Linked DNA regions of Mus musculus: regions 2, 3 and 4 are each linked to region 1. A link is a contact called in public promoter capture Hi-C data. All regions are on one chromosome and are shown on one strand. The core of a region is the stretch at or near the end of the contact, and the rest is flanking DNA. Distances in the headings are between cores, read along the strand shown. Region 1 holds the start of Rpn2 (ribophorin II). Region 2 holds the start of Cdk5rap1 (CDK5 regulatory subunit associated protein 1). Region 3 holds the start of Cbfa2t2 (CBFA2/RUNX1 translocation partner 2). Region 4 holds the start of Eif2s2 (eukaryotic translation initiation factor 2, subunit 2 (beta)).

What was found. Promoter capture Hi-C pulls out the DNA fragments that hold promoters and counts their contacts.
Region 2: a contact with region 1 is called in a promoter capture Hi-C map of pre-B cells, with 3 times the contacts expected there. The contact joins the promoter of Cdk5rap1 here to the promoter of Rpn2 in region 1. A contact is called at or near these places in 2 of 39 promoter capture datasets (liver and pre-B cells).
Region 3: a contact with region 1 is called in a promoter capture Hi-C map of pre-B cells, with 4 times the contacts expected there. The contact joins the promoter of Cbfa2t2 here to the promoter of Rpn2 in region 1. A contact is called at or near these places in 2 of 39 promoter capture datasets (liver and pre-B cells) and 1 of 9 other capture datasets (liver).
Region 4: a contact with region 1 is called in a promoter capture Hi-C map of pre-B cells, with 4 times the contacts expected there. The contact joins the promoter of Eif2s2 here to the promoter of Rpn2 in region 1. A contact is called at or near these places in 2 of 39 promoter capture datasets (liver and pre-B cells) and 1 of 9 other capture datasets (adipose tissue).

Annotation. Positions count from the first base shown.
Region 1 is chr2:157,277,299-157,280,909 of GRCm38.p6, forward strand. It overlaps Rpn2 (ribophorin II), which reads left to right and starts at 1,800. Exons shown (of 17, transcript NM_019642.4): 1 at 1,800-2,037. The coding sequence starts at 2,025. Mroh8 (maestro heat-like repeat family member 8) reads right to left here and starts at 2,251. Exons shown (of 25, transcript NM_001039557.4): 1 at 1,894-2,251. The coding sequence starts at 2,177.
Region 2 is chr2:154,371,000-154,374,610 of GRCm38.p6, forward strand. It overlaps Cdk5rap1 (CDK5 regulatory subunit associated protein 1), which reads right to left and starts at 1,720. Exons shown (of 14, transcript NM_025876.2): 1 at 1,682-1,720.
Region 3 is chr2:154,434,557-154,438,167 of GRCm38.p6, forward strand. Cbfa2t2 (CBFA2/RUNX1 translocation partner 2) reads left to right here and starts at 1,928. Exons shown (of 11, transcript NM_172860.2): 1 at 1,928-2,080. The coding sequence starts at 2,047.
Region 4 is chr2:154,891,106-154,894,716 of GRCm38.p6, forward strand. It overlaps Eif2s2 (eukaryotic translation initiation factor 2, subunit 2 (beta)), which reads right to left and starts at 1,801. Exons shown (of 9, transcript NM_026030.2): 1 at 1,585-1,801. The coding sequence starts at 1,599.

The sequences.
Region 1 (3,611 bases), core at 550-3,049:
GCTGCTGGCATCTTTATTGATGGATCAAAAACCAACTGTGGACAAGGACCTTTAGCGTTTGGACAGGCAGACTGAATCAAAGCATTAGAACCAATCTCCAACAATGAGGTATTACATACATATAGGCAATGACAAGACAAATGCTGCGACAATGCTAACATGTCGTGAGATCAGGAAATGAAGACTTTAATTTCCAGCACATTTTCTTTCACTTTATGACTATATAATTTAATGTCCTAAATAGCTATTTGCAAAAATTCCAAAAAACTTAACAGCTGGCTCCCTCTCTAGCACACCACTGGCTTGTCTTATTACTGAACTGGTAGAGTTCTTTAAATATATCCTAGTTCAGCACTACCCAATATAACTTTCTGGGATAATGAAAATATCTGTCCTGTAATTTCAAATTACTCAGTGCAAGATCCACCAGCTACCCTGAGCACAGCATTGGCTGATCAGAAGCATAGTATAGCTGAGGAGCTGAAGCTTAAATTTTACTTAATTGGACTAAGTTCAAAGAGAAATTACTGCAGAGAGCTAGTGACTGCTGTATGGAGGAGTGGTCCGACTCCCCGCTACATATCTGGAGTGATACTGAAGAGAAGCAGCATTGCTGTATTGCAAAATTCTACATGTTCACAATAGTTAATTAGCACACATCTAGGCTGTCATCAGAACGCAAGGGCTGAAATATTTCCTTCCTTTTAAAGTATTAAAAGTAACATTTCACAGAATAATAATAAAGAGTAAATAAGATAACATATGTAGGGTGCTCAGTACTCTTTCTGCCTATATTGTGAGCTCGGTAATCAGAGCTACACATTAGTTCTGGCTTCCATTTTTGAGTCTGTTAAATTTGCAGACCAGCGCATCCCTCAACCCTTCCTGGAGTAGACAGCAATTAACACGGAGACCCAAAACTGGTCAACACACAGAGAATAAGAGATCTTGGGACACTCAGCCCTAAATGGGATGTCTACAGCATCCCCTTTACCTCAGGGCTCATGGGCGTGGGTCTATGTGGAAGAGGAGAAGGATTGTTTAAGAGCCAGGGGTGATAAACGGCTTCCAATAAGCAGTTTTTCAGGGATTGTGTCAGTATGCACAAGACCCACAAAAGCTCAAGCCATACAAAACACAGAGAAGGGGGAGTGGGCACAAAAGACCCAACTGTAGCCAAAACTATTCATAACTGATAGCTGCTGGGAGAGGGAAAATCAGTTTTCTTCAGTGGAGTGACTGGGTATATCAACCACTCTCCAGGGCAGGACTCCATGCTTAGTTTGTTTTTTACTTTAGAAAGAGGAAAAATAGAGCATGAGTTGGGTGTGTAGGGAGTTGGGGGAGGATATGGAAGGTGTTGGGGGAAGGAAATGAATATGATCAAAATATATTGTATGAAATTTTCAAAAAAAAAAAATCAAACATTTTAAAACGCTCCTCTCCGTTACCTGTATAGCTCACAGGTTTGAAAACTGGATAAACCCTCACTCACCAGCCAATTATTAATAATCTAAGTAATGCATTAACCATAATTTCCCAAAGTGGATAAAATCAAATGTTACGATAACGCTCCCCTCCCAACCGGACCCTTTTAAAATTGGCCGGGCTGCGGGAGAGAACCGTGAGTGACAGCGCGTCCGGCCAGTCACTGTCACTGGCCAATCAGAGGTGGCCCCGTCTTAGGCCCGCCCCAAGGCCCGGCCCAATCGGGTCCCGGTGGCGGCGTGAGCAGGGCGGTTGAGAGGCGGTCGGTTCCAAGTGGGTCCCGGCGCGGGGGAGAGGACGGCTTGGCAAGCAGGACCCGTGAGTGAGGTTCGCACGCCGCGACTCAACTGCCCCACACTGCGGCTGCCGGGCACGGCCCTGCCAAGCGGGACCGCCGCGACTGACCTTTGCCGGGAGCCCATTCTGGCAAGTGGCGTGTGCCGCGGGTCCCTGGCGTCCCCTCCGGCGCGCTCTTGGAGCCACTTCCCGGAGCGGAAGTCTGCCTGCTCGGGCTCCGGTGGGACCTGCTCGGAGGAATGGCGCCGCCGGGTGAGGCGTTGCGCATGGCTCAATAGTGGGGCCCCGCGGCCGACACGCTTTGGGGAGCGGGGCGTCGCCCGCGGGAGGCTAGTGCGGACCACACGGGCGCCGGCTAGGCGCGGTTCCCCTCCCCTACGGGGCAGGGGCATGGGCACGGGCGCTTTCGGGGTCGAGCGTGTGGCGGAGGCTGCGAGCTGGTGAAGTGCTGGGGACCCGAAGGGTTGGTGGCGGGGCGTGCGACGTGGGACTACGGGTCCCCGCAAGGCCGAGCGCGAGCCCGGGCAGCGCGGAGCCCGAGCCTGGCCTCCTCCATTCATTCGAGTAGTACCAGCGGCCTACGCCTGTCACAGAGAGCCACCCCTGGCATCATGAAAGCTTTTGAGCATGTCACTAGACTTTCTTCGACTTCTAGGTTCCTTTTCCCTGACAGGGACAGGAGACTCACAGGTCTGTCTGGGAGCTGAAAGCCTAGGGTATGAAGTGATATTACGGGTGCAGACTTGTAACCGGCCACGTATTGATTGTGAGAACAGAAGCCAGGGACTCAACAGCTTAGTTTCTCATCTGGTATCTGCTTCGCAAGAGTTGTGTTAAATGATATTTCTGTGCTTGCTTTTAACAGTGCCGGGCAAAACTCAATGCTTGGTAGATTCTGAGTGGATAGGTGGGAATCTTAGTGTATTCAAGTCACTATTTTATTTGTTGGTAAAGTGGCTAAAGTCAGAACTTGCATTGAAACTTAAGTTTGAGTTTCAGTTATTTGTCTCAGGGCAAGGGAGTGGGCACCTACTTAAGAACCTTTTTTCTTTTCTTTACTTAGATAGGGTCTAGGGAGCTGGGAGTTGGTTCAGTGCAACTTGTGGATCTGAGTTCAAATCTTAGCACTGGGTATGGCTGGCTGCATTGTGCACGTAACCCCAGCATTGGAGGGCAGAGACCAGCAGATCCCAAGAGGTAACCATCTAGTCTAGCAAAAATGGTTCTAGATCAGTGAAAAGGCCCTGCCTCAAGGCAAGAAGGCATAGAACATCAGAGGAAGTCATCCTGTGTTTACTCTGGCCTCTGCATGCCTGTGCACTGGCATACACTTATGTGCATGTACCACAATACACACAGAATAGGTAGGGTCTTACTATGAAGCTGGGGCTCCAGCTCAGACTCACCATCTTGCCTCTGTTTCCCTAGTCCTGGAGTGACAGGTATGAAATAGTTTACAAACCATTTCTTGGTTTGTAAAATGCAGAAAATACCCACCTCACTTGGATATTAGAAGGCTTAAAGACTGGTGCAGTGCATACAAAGAACTCAGTATAATTTGGGCCTACCCATTCAATTGAGTGTTCAAGTACGAGCCAGAAAAGTTGCTACTGTGCTTAAGTGTAGAAAGATTCAGCTTCTGGCACAGAGGCTATAAGGGGATTCACAGTTTAGCTGGAGGAGCGGTGATCATAGTCCTTCACTACATCAAATCCCTGATTGCCCATTGGTCATTGGGAATTTTGCCAAATGCCTCGATGTCTCTTTCTCTACATCTTCTTAGCCATTGGCAATTCTGATAGGTTTTAACTTCAAATTGTGGCAAG
Region 2 (3,611 bases), core at 470-2,969, 2.9 Mb before region 1:
CAGGACTGCTCTGGACACTCCTCCTCGCTAAAACAGAAAAATGCTTTTTGGGGGGAGCAGGGCTCATAAGAGATGTTGAGACTTAATCTCAGGATTATTCTGGGCTGGCCTGGAACTCAACTTCCTACGTAGTCCAGGCTGGGCAGATTGTGAGGTTATGTGAGGTTAGGTTTGTTTGTTTGTTTGTTTGTTTTTTGAGATCTTCCTATGAAGTCCATACTGACCTCCAACTTTTCTCATTCCTCTCACCTCAGTCTTCCAAATGCCAGAATCACAACCCAGTTCCAAGGTACTGTTTTGTTTTGTTTTGTTTTGTTTTGTTTTGTTTTGACAGGGTTTCTCTGTATAGCTCTGACTGTCCTAGAACTTGCACTGTAGACCAGGCTGGCCTGAAACTCAGAGATCAGCCTGTCTCTGCCTCCTGAGTGCTGAGATTTAAGGTGTGCACCACCACCTCCCTTAAGGTACGTTTTATGATAGTTTACCTTAATCTAAACATGGTAAACCTATATTCCCAGTAACCTGGGAGGCTAAGGCAGGAAGATCATTTGAGCCCAGGACTGCCTGGACAACAGTGAGGGCTCTTAAAATATATTATATCTCTAATTTACAGGTGAAAATAAATAAAGGCGGCTCAGTGACATGGCTTAGTGGATGAAGGCACCTGCCACCAAGCCTGACTCCCTGAAAGCCACACAGTAGAAAGAATTCTTTTCCATAGATTCTTCTATCTCTACACATACACTATGTATGGCACATTCATGTGCATGAGCACAGGAACAAAAACCAAATAAATAAAATGTAATTAAAAAAAAAAACACCAACCTACTCTCTTGTCGGAGAGGAGACTTTTGGTTTGAGTTTTAATTTTTTTCACATTTTTATTTTTATGCATATTATGGTATGTGAACCATCTTAACAGCCCAGGTGTGAGCTTTCAAATCATCTACTTCTGCCCTTTAATTGTTGTGTGACCACGTTTTTACAAGTCAAATTTCCACCTCTGGACTACAAATGTCATATCCATTTTGGAAAAAAAAAAAAAAAAAGTACAATAGGACCTTACCCCTTGCCAGATGTTATAAGAATTACACATTAAAAACTTAGATTGGGGGAGGGGGGGACTTAGAGCAGTGGCTCAGTGGTTAAGAGCACTGACTGCTTTTCCAGAGCCTGAGTTCAATTCCCAGCAACCAAGTGGTGGCTCACAATCATTCACTAGCAGCCCACACTTCATTTCAAAGCATGGACCTTGGCCGGGTTCTGGGCGCGTCTTCATGTATGAGTGTTGGGGTGGGGAACGGTCCTTTCTGACGAACCTGGTGGAAGGATCAAAAGCTTCAAGTTTTTGCACAGCACAGCGCGGAACCACCTACCACATCCAAGCGTGTGAGTGCTAGGCGTGGCGGCGGCAACTGCGTGAGCCCCGTAGCCCCTCTCCGAGGTCTATCAGACCCCATCTCTGCTTCACAGGGCAAATACTAGGGCTTAGAAGGACGCTGTGACTTGGCCAAGAGCCGGCAGCGGGGCTGAGCTACACTCGCAGCGGTCCTACTCAAGGCCTAACACTGCCCAGTGATACCTTCTCCTAGCGCTTCTGGCTTTTCCTGGACGGTGCGAGCCCGCCCTGCGCCACCGCGGGTCACCCGCAGGACACTAAACTCAATCTCAAGCCTCTCACCTCCCACAACTGCAAGGTCCGCGTCCGAAACCGGAAACTGTCGATCTGCGTGGGTTCCCTTCTCAGGAGTCCTCCGCTGCGCGCCTAGGCGTGCAACTTCTGTTCCGCCGTGACTTTCGCCCGCGGTGTTCTAATGGTAGTGTTTCCTGCCGGCTTCGAGTCCCAGGACCCTGGCTTTGAAAAATAAAGCCGTGAGACCTACTACTTCTTTAAATGCTAATACCGCCCCCCACCCCCACCCCACCCCACCCCAAAAAAAAAAGTTAAGTAAAGCTTAAAACCAGGTAGGCGGGCTGGAGAGATGGTTCAGCGGTTAAGAGCACTGAGTGCTCTTCCAGAGGTCTGGAGTTCAATTCCCAGCAACCACATGGTGGCTCACAACCATCTGTAAAGGGATCCGATGGATGCCCTCTTCTGGTGTGTCTGAAGACCGCGACACTGTACTATTATGCATAATAAATCTTTTTTAATTAGAAAAACAAACAAACAAACAAACAGGTGGGCAGTCTCAGAGTCTGTATCTGCCCTTGCCCCAAGAGAGTAAGGGATTCTTAGGGGTGTTCTGCCCCCTGGAAAATAGGAGCTCTGACTTCTCCTCAAGCCTGTCACCCGTTAGCTCCCTCCTGCCATATGTACTTTCCTTCCCTCTCCTCACCAGACCCTTTAAGAAAAGGGCCACCATGGGGCTGGTGAGATGGCTCAGCATGTAGGACACTTGCTGTTTGACGACCTGGGGTCTAATCCCCAGAACCCACAAGGTGAAGGGAGAACTGGCTCCCACAAGCCCTCTGAACTTCACAGATAGGCCATGGGACATGCAACATCTCTCTCTCTCTCTCTCTCTCTCTCTCTCTCTCTCTCACACACACACACACACACACACACACAGACGTCTCAGGACGCTGTAGCACACTTCGGTGTTCTCAGGAGGCAAAGGCAGGCTAATTCGAAGCCAGAAAGAGCTACATAGTAAAATTTCGTAGATGATGGATAGACAGACAGACAGGCAGACAGACAGATGGAATAGAATAAATGTAAAAAAAAATAGAAAAGAGGCTAACCAGTGGTTTCTGTGGCTAGCTCTGAACGGCCTCGTCTTTCCTGGATCTCCCAGATGGCCCTGAACAGCCTAATTGTTCCTCACTACCTCCTTACCCTACTCCTGTCACATTCCTGCCCTGGCCCTCTCAGCCATTCTCCCTTCCCTGTTGACTCTAGCCAAAATACCTCTTCTCCCCCAGACCGAACCCATAGTCCCTACACTCAAGAAAATGCTGAGAACAGGATTCAGCCAGATCGGAGCCCTGGGGTCAGAACCACCCTATGTAGCATAAGTGTTTTTTCCAAGCTTCACCATAAATATTAGTTTTAAAGTGTGAGACATTTAAGTGTAAAACATTTGGTTGAAGCACAAACTGCAGGTGGACAGTTCAAAAATCTACAAGCATAGAATGAGTAGCAAAGAGGCGCCCCCTCCTGGCCTCTTCCTGTCATGACTCTCATCAAGAGACTGGGTTTGGAGGGAAGGAGTGGGGGGCATTCCCAGCCTTCCTCTTTGCCAATGGGCTTTTGTCGTTTTGTTTTGTTTGTTTTGTTTTGTTTTGTTTTGTTTTGTTTTGTTTTCATTTATGTGTTTATGTATCTGGGCAAGAAGCCGGAAGTACTTCTGTTTGGAAAGCCAGAAGCTAGAGTTGGCTCAGTCTGTAGGACACTTCCAAATGAAGCTAGAGTTACAGGCAGTTGTGAACCACCTGATGTGGGCCCAGAATCAAACTCTAGTACAATCCTCCAAAAACTTCTCAGCTATCTCTCCAGCCCTCCAACAGTTTCTGTAATATGTTACCTCTGCATTCTCTGGGTAAGACATTTTGGACCTCATTCTCCTGTTTCAAAGACAGTCTCAATGCGCGTGTCCCCTCAATACCATAAC
Region 3 (3,611 bases), core at 678-3,177, 2.8 Mb before region 1:
AAGCTACCTGCCTCTGCCTCCTGTGTGCTGGGATTAAAGATGTGTGCTGTTTTTTGTTTTTGTTTTTGTTTTCTTCTTTTTTCTTTTTTTTTTTTTTTCTGAGACAGGGTTTCTCTGTGTACCCCTGGCTGTCCTGGAACTCACTTTGTAGACCAGGCTGGCCTCGAACTCAGAAATCCACCTGCCTCTGCCTCCCAAGTGGAATTAAAGGTGTGTGCCACCACCGCCCTGCGTGTAGCTGAATTTTTGATCTCTTCCCAAGTGCCACTTTACGGGATTACAGGTGTGTGCCATTTCACCTGGCAATGCCACCGCGGCTCACCCAGTTTGGCCTCTAAATCATCATATAGGGCAACCTTGAACTGATGTCCTGCGTTTACCAACAATGCTGGAAGTACAGGTGTGACCCACCATGCCTGACCTTGTTGTATTGAGACAGTCTCACTATGTGGCCCTGGCTGGCTTTGGGTTGGCAGTTATTTTGCTAGTTTCCCTAGGGTGGGATTACAGGTCTGTGCCACTATGCCAGGCTGGCTTCATTTTAGTTATAGTTCCTGATTTTGAATCTTTGAGAGACAGAATGGCAGAGAACTCATGCTAGGATCAGAGTACTTTCTTGGGTTGCTCGGAGGATTTATGTTTTGAGTTTGCTAACAGAAATAGGTGGACAACCCAGTGGGAGAGACTCTAGCGAATGTGTAGAAAAGGGGAGAAACTGTATTTGGTACTGAGATGGTTAATTGCAGAGTGTATAAAAGCAGCTGTTGAAGACAGGCTAGTGACTCTTGCTTACAATCCCAGCACTTGGGAGGCCACGGGAGGAGGATGTGTGAGAGTTCCAGGCTTTTGTGGCTACACTGTGTGTTCCAGCCCAGCTAGACATACAAAATAGGCCCTTTTCAGAAACAACTTTTTGTGAGGCCTGCTGGTGTTATAGACACAGCTTTGGGAGATAGACTTAGAAGTATAGCTTAAGGTTCAAGGCTAACCTGGTGTAGGTCAGTGAGTTCAGAATAGCCAAATGTACATTATGACATTGTTTCAACAAACCAAAATAAACCTGCACTTAACCAGGCCTGGTAGTTCAGGCCTTTAGTCCCAAGCACTTGGGAGGTAGAGTTAGGTAGATAGATTATCTGTGAGTTCCAGGACAGCTAGAGCTACAAGTGAGACTGTGTCAAAAAACCACCACCAACAACAAAAAAACCCCTGCACATACACGTGCCCCTCCTCACAAACACAGACAAACCCCACAAAGCCCCTTGATCTGATACAGAAATCAGTAATGACAGCTAGTTGTTTTAAACATTTAGATTCCTATAGCCGCAAAAGATGTAGAAATCTGCGAGATAGCTAATTTGGCAAAGATGCTTGCTGTCAAACAAACTTGATGCCCGAAATTTGACCTGCTGGATCCACAGGGTGAAAGGAGAGCCTGCTCCCGACTTGTTCTCTGACATTCACATACATGCGTTGGACTCCCTCAAACATATACACGCACACATATGCAATAAGTCAATGTAAAAACAAATAAGTAAAAGGAGGAAAGAACAATTTTAACACCCAATACAACCGTCAAAGCGTTACAAGGCCTGCACCTGAAACGTCCCTCCCCGAAGCCCCGCCCCGGGACTCCGCCCCCGTTCCTAGGTTGCCGCCCAGGCCACATCCGGAAGTCTGGAGCTCGGAGAAGGGCGGCTCCCTGCGGCCACGCATAGCGCGCGGGAGGCGGGTCGAAGTGCAGGCCGCTCCAGGATAGGACGCAGCCTGGCGCGGAAGGGGCGGGCCAGGTCAGGAGGCGGTGCTTCGCGTGAGCGCCCTCGGGCCCGTCTTCCGCGTGCGTTGGTCTGCGCGCGGGAGCGCGCGGCGGGGGCGTGCCGGGGCTGTCTGGGGGCGGGGCGGCGCGCGGCCTAACGGCGGCGGCGGCAGCGGCGGCGGCGGCGCTGGTGCGGGCGAGTTCGGCGGGTGCAGGTCCCGGCCTGCGCCTGCGGAGGGCTCAGGCAGAGGGTCGAAGCGAGCGGCGCTCGCGACAGACTGCGCTCCGCGATGGTGGGCGTCCCTGGAGCGGCCGCCTTCCAACGTAAGTGGGGCGGGAAGGCGGACGGCTGAGGGGTGTGTGTTGAGGGGCCTGCTGCTCCATAGGCGGGAGGCTTTGCAGAGGCCCCCCGGCGGGAGGCCTGGGCAGGGAAACTGAGGCCGGGATTGGGGCACTGGATCCAAGGTCATGCGGCTCCCCGGCCTTCCGGGGCCCTCGGGGCTATCCCGGCGCTTCCTGTGGGGCTCGCGGCTCCGGGTGCTGAGCAGGACTGTGTGGAGCGGCCTTGGAGCTCAGGCCTGGCGGGCGCCCTATGGACTGTCCGCGAGAGAAGTATTGTTTTGTTTTCGCGGCATCGGGGCTGAAAGTCCGGTCCCGGGAAACACGCCGGAATTGGAGCGACGAGTGGTAGATGTTGGAGGATGCCGGGCTGATATTCCGGAGGGCCCTGTTGAATGTAGGCTCTGGGGTCGGACTGCTTTGGGTTCATGTCCTGGCTCCCTCGCGAGTAGGCTGTGACCTTGGCGCTCCAAAAGTCTCAGTTGCTCGATCTGAAAAATGGGTTGTGAGGAACGTACTCTGAATGCTCTGTAGTAGGGTTTAGTGAATCCAGTAAAATCCCCTGAACACACAGTTGCACATCATACTCAAGTGTGAAAACTCACTATCGTAATCACAGTTTGTTATGTGTGTTCCTCGGAAAAGTCCGAAGTTGGCGTCTGGTTGTGTTTTGTTAGTTTGTTTAATATTGTCTTTGACTAGTCCTACTATGTGACTCAGTTGTGTTTTTATTCTTACCTCCATTTCGCTATCCCATTTACAGACGTTCTTCCTAGAATTGTAAGATCCTTGGAGGAGGGATGGCATCGTTTAATAAGAACAATAAAAATTTAATTGTCATTAAAATAGCAGTAATAGCCAACATTACTTGAGCACCAGGCAATTTGCATTCGATTCATTTAATATTTATTAAATCATCTAAATACAAATTATCACTCTAAGTCCAGAGACTATGGCAACAAACTTGACAGACTAGATTCTGAATTTGAGTTTAAGAGAGGGACTCGTGCTTTGTGGATATTTCTTTGTCTATGCCAGGTGACAGTCTAAAAACAGGTATTTGAGGCACGTTGGAGGCTGAGTTTGAGGTCAGCCTGATCTATACAGGCCAGCCAGGGTTACATTGTGGCACCCTGCCCCAAACAAAACAAAATAACAAAAACAACAACAAAACCCTAAAAATAAAACAAAAAAATGAATAAAAGCTAACATCAGGTGTTGCAGGATGTCCGTTGTGCAAGGATAAAATGAGGCCTCTTGAGAGCTTTTAGCCCCTCCCCTCTTTGCTCTTCAGTTCAGCAGTTATAGCGGAGGATTCATACAGCCTTTTTCTTGGGCTCTCATTCCAAATTGAATGGAAAAAGATACAAACTAGATTTTCCCACCAATGCCTTCTGTAGTTAAGTGTGCTGTTGCTGCTCTCAATGGTCTTCTGAAGGGAGACAAGTAACCCTTAGGTTTGATGGTATCATATATAAGAAAAGTGGAAGAGAGGCGCTCGCCTTTAATCCCAGCA
Region 4 (3,611 bases), core at 551-3,050, 2.4 Mb before region 1:
CCTACACCATACTTTACCACAGAAGCAATAGACAGAACAATATAACAATACACAGGTAGTTATTTTTAAGTTACGAAGTTTGGTTACTACATGTGTTATCTATTACCTCTTACTACCCATAAGCACTTTACCACAGAACACCACAGCTGTATATAGGTAGTTATTTTTAAGTCTGGAACGTGAGTAGAAATAAAGGCTAAACACTTTCTGAACTTTTCTAACACATAATGCAGTAGCAAAGAGCAATGTCTAACGTGTCTTTCAAGCAAGAAACATCTATCTCTTCCAGAGTTTAGTGAGTTTGCAAGAGCCTCCTAGTCATTTAGATGAAGGCATACTGCACAGAGCTGGGATTCTATTACTAGCTCAGGCACTTGGAATTTTATTAGAGGCACTGTACAACTCTAAGCTCCAATTGGCTCATCTCTAAAATGGACTTACAGGAATTTATTTTACTGAACCCTGGAAACCAACTTAAACTAGAACTAGTTCCCATGAAACAAATCTCTAATTCCTTAATGTAGTTACCTAAGTCCTCCATAAACTAACCAGCATCTACTTCAACCAAACTAGTGAATACTTCACTTTCTATGCACTTTCTCCCTTCTTGACCATAAACGCCTTGTGATCAGTTTTCTCATTGGTTGAGAAAATTCTGATCATTTCTAGAGCCCATTCAAAAGCCAACTCTGCACAGAACCTTCAACTATTCCTCTTACCCCTCCCCTAGGCCTGTAAGTCAAGTAAGTCACAAATTCTTCGTAAAGTACTTCCTTGGGGCTAGGATTAGGCTTCTAGGCCCAATGCTAAGCAATATCTAAGCCAAGACCACTCTTTTTTCTTTAAAGTCATTTAATGGTATGTGAACTAGGATAAATCTGGAAAAGGCAAAACCCAAAAAGATTTAAAAGAAAAAAAAAAGACACAATAAAACGGGGGACGGGGCTTGAAAAATTCTGAGATCCAAACCCAGTCAGTTTCACAGCCGGACCTTCCTGCTCACCTCGCCTGTAAAGGAAACTTTGGGACTCGGGCCCGAAAACTTTTCTCGAAAGGTGGTCACTTCCTGAGACTTAAAATATCTTCTCCTCTGGCTCTTTGGGTTCCTGTCTTAAGAAATAAGGCCTCGAGCGGGAAACGGGAGCGAGATATCCGCCCGGAAAAGGCAGCCTACAAAGTTTTAACCTCGGTGCTCCACCGGAACCGAGAGGGGCCTCGCAGGGCACCCTGACCCCTCAGCCGTGAGAGCCGAGGCGGCTATGTGTGTGAGGAAAGGAATGCCGGGGCGGCCGGGCAAACTAACTCGGCATTCAACCCCTTTCCGAGAGGACGGCTCAACACGCTCTCCATTCCGAAACGCCGATCACCGTGGGAGACAGGCCTCGCCGCCGCCCTGAGGAGAGCCGAGGGAGACCAAGTCTGAGGATCCAGAGTCCTCGCCGGCTCCACAGCTCCGGGACGCCTAGGCCGGGCTGCTCCACATGGCGGCCGGCTACAGCTAGGCCGCAGGCCCGGCTTCTCACACAGGTGTGGGTTCGGCTTCCTGCCTCAGTCCTTAGCCCTAACTCCAGCTCAGCCTCTCACCTCGTCCCCGGACATGGCTGTAGTTCGAGCGGGTTCGGCAGGGATGAAAAGTCAAACCGGTCGGCTTCACGGCCCGGAGTCAGCGTAGCTCCCACCGATACTTCTCACAGCACCGCACTAGGCTCTTGCATCAGCGAAAGGGAGCGACACCCCGCCCTCCTCTCAAACGTTGGAAGTGCGCCTGCGCAGAGCTCGCCAAAGCGCAGGCGTACAGTAAAGCCAACCTTACGTGCTTCTCGTGGCGCGAGTTATTCGGCGACTCCCCGGCGCCGGGCATACTGGGACTTGTAGTTTGGCTAGAAAAGACCGGCGCTTGTGCGCTTCGGGAGTTTCGAGGGCGTGCACGACTGTTTTAAACATGTCAGGATGTTCGGGTTCTTGTGCTGCTGGTTACCTAAGAGGTTCGAAAAGTGCTGTGTTGCTTGTAAAGTGAATTTGGGGCCATTTTTCAGGTTTAACTTAGTGGAAACCCTAATATGAACCCGTGGAGCTGAGTTCACGCTTTCCCCTAGAATCGGTCTAGTATTCGAGGAATGCACCTCAGTAGAAGCGTTTCACTTCGTGAGAAGTTTAACCTTCTAGCTTTTTACTTCAGAAGATTCTTCCCTGGTTTTCCATAGTTAGACCGAGGAACGAAGCCGTCCTCTGAGGAGAAACAGCCCAGCAAGCTACAGTCTGTCAGGAAGCTTCGAAATAGTCTTAACTAGCTCAATAAAGGGGCTATGTTGAGAAATGTGTAGAGTAGGTAATTAACTTGTTGACGAACTTCATACCATATAAGTAAAGACACTACAACGTCCTAGGCGATATAATCATCTGGGACTATTAATTATGTGTCCTTTTTTGACTAAAGCTTCCTTATATGGTACATGACTCCTTGTTTATGGAGTCTTTGCTAGACAATTCTGGATGTATCATCTATTTTCCCTGGGGAGATACAGCTGCCATTTAGGAAGGCCTCGGAGTATGCGCTTGTAGTTAAAAAACAAAACAACAAAAAAACACCTGTGTTTGTAACCACAGGGAACTGCAAAGCCCCACTGTTTGAAAGAATGCTCAGCTGGGGCGTCAGGTGATCCACTCAGGTGACTGAAGGGACTGCTCAAGTAAGTAGATGCTATCAGGAGATGAGAGTAATTATCAAGTTTTTAATGCTTCTTGCATAAAAAGAATCAAGTGAGGATTAATCTATGATTAGTGAAAAAAAGCCCTCACGTTAGAAGAGATGGGGAAAGTACTTAGTGATTTTTGTAGTTGGCAAAATGTTCTTCTTGATTGATTTTTGTATTCATACCTGATTACTGAGTTTGTCTTTGTTTTGGTCTACTGGAATTACAAAATGGTCTGTCTGAGCTGGGTGTGGTAGCACTTACCATCCTAGCTCTTGAGAAGTAGAGGCATGAATATCAGAATTTCATAACCAGCCTGGACTACATAAGATTTTATCTTTTTAAATTAATCAATTAATTGATTAATATACTTTACATCTTGACCACAGTTTCTTCTCCTCCCAGCCCCTACCCCCCATTCACTCATCCTCTATTTCTCTTCAGAAAGGGGAGGCCTTCCATTGATATCAACCTGCCCTGGCATGACTCGTTGCAGTAAGACCAGAGGCATCTTATCCTATTAAGGCTGGGTGAGGCAGCCCACCTAGCCTCTGGGAAAGGATCCCAGAGGCAGGCAACAGAGTCAGAGAAAACCTTGCTACGCTCTCTGGTCGAGTCAACTGGACAAGCCGAAAGGCTTAAAAGTCACTCATGAGGCAAAAGAGTTTCAAGGAAGCTCTCCTCCTGGAGTCTAGTGTTCTCTACCCATACATTAATTTTTCATTCCCGAGTTCCATTACCGCACTAGTCTAGAGTTGGATCCACGTGTGCTCTCTTTCAGTATTTTCCTATAAGTGCTCTGACATGGCTAAAGCCTTCCGCCAGTGTTCCAACAGTCCAAGGGCATCCTTGACCAAGATCAAGGGTTTAGAATTCAGCAAGATTGTAAAAGCTAAGTCACTCCCTTACACAGGAATT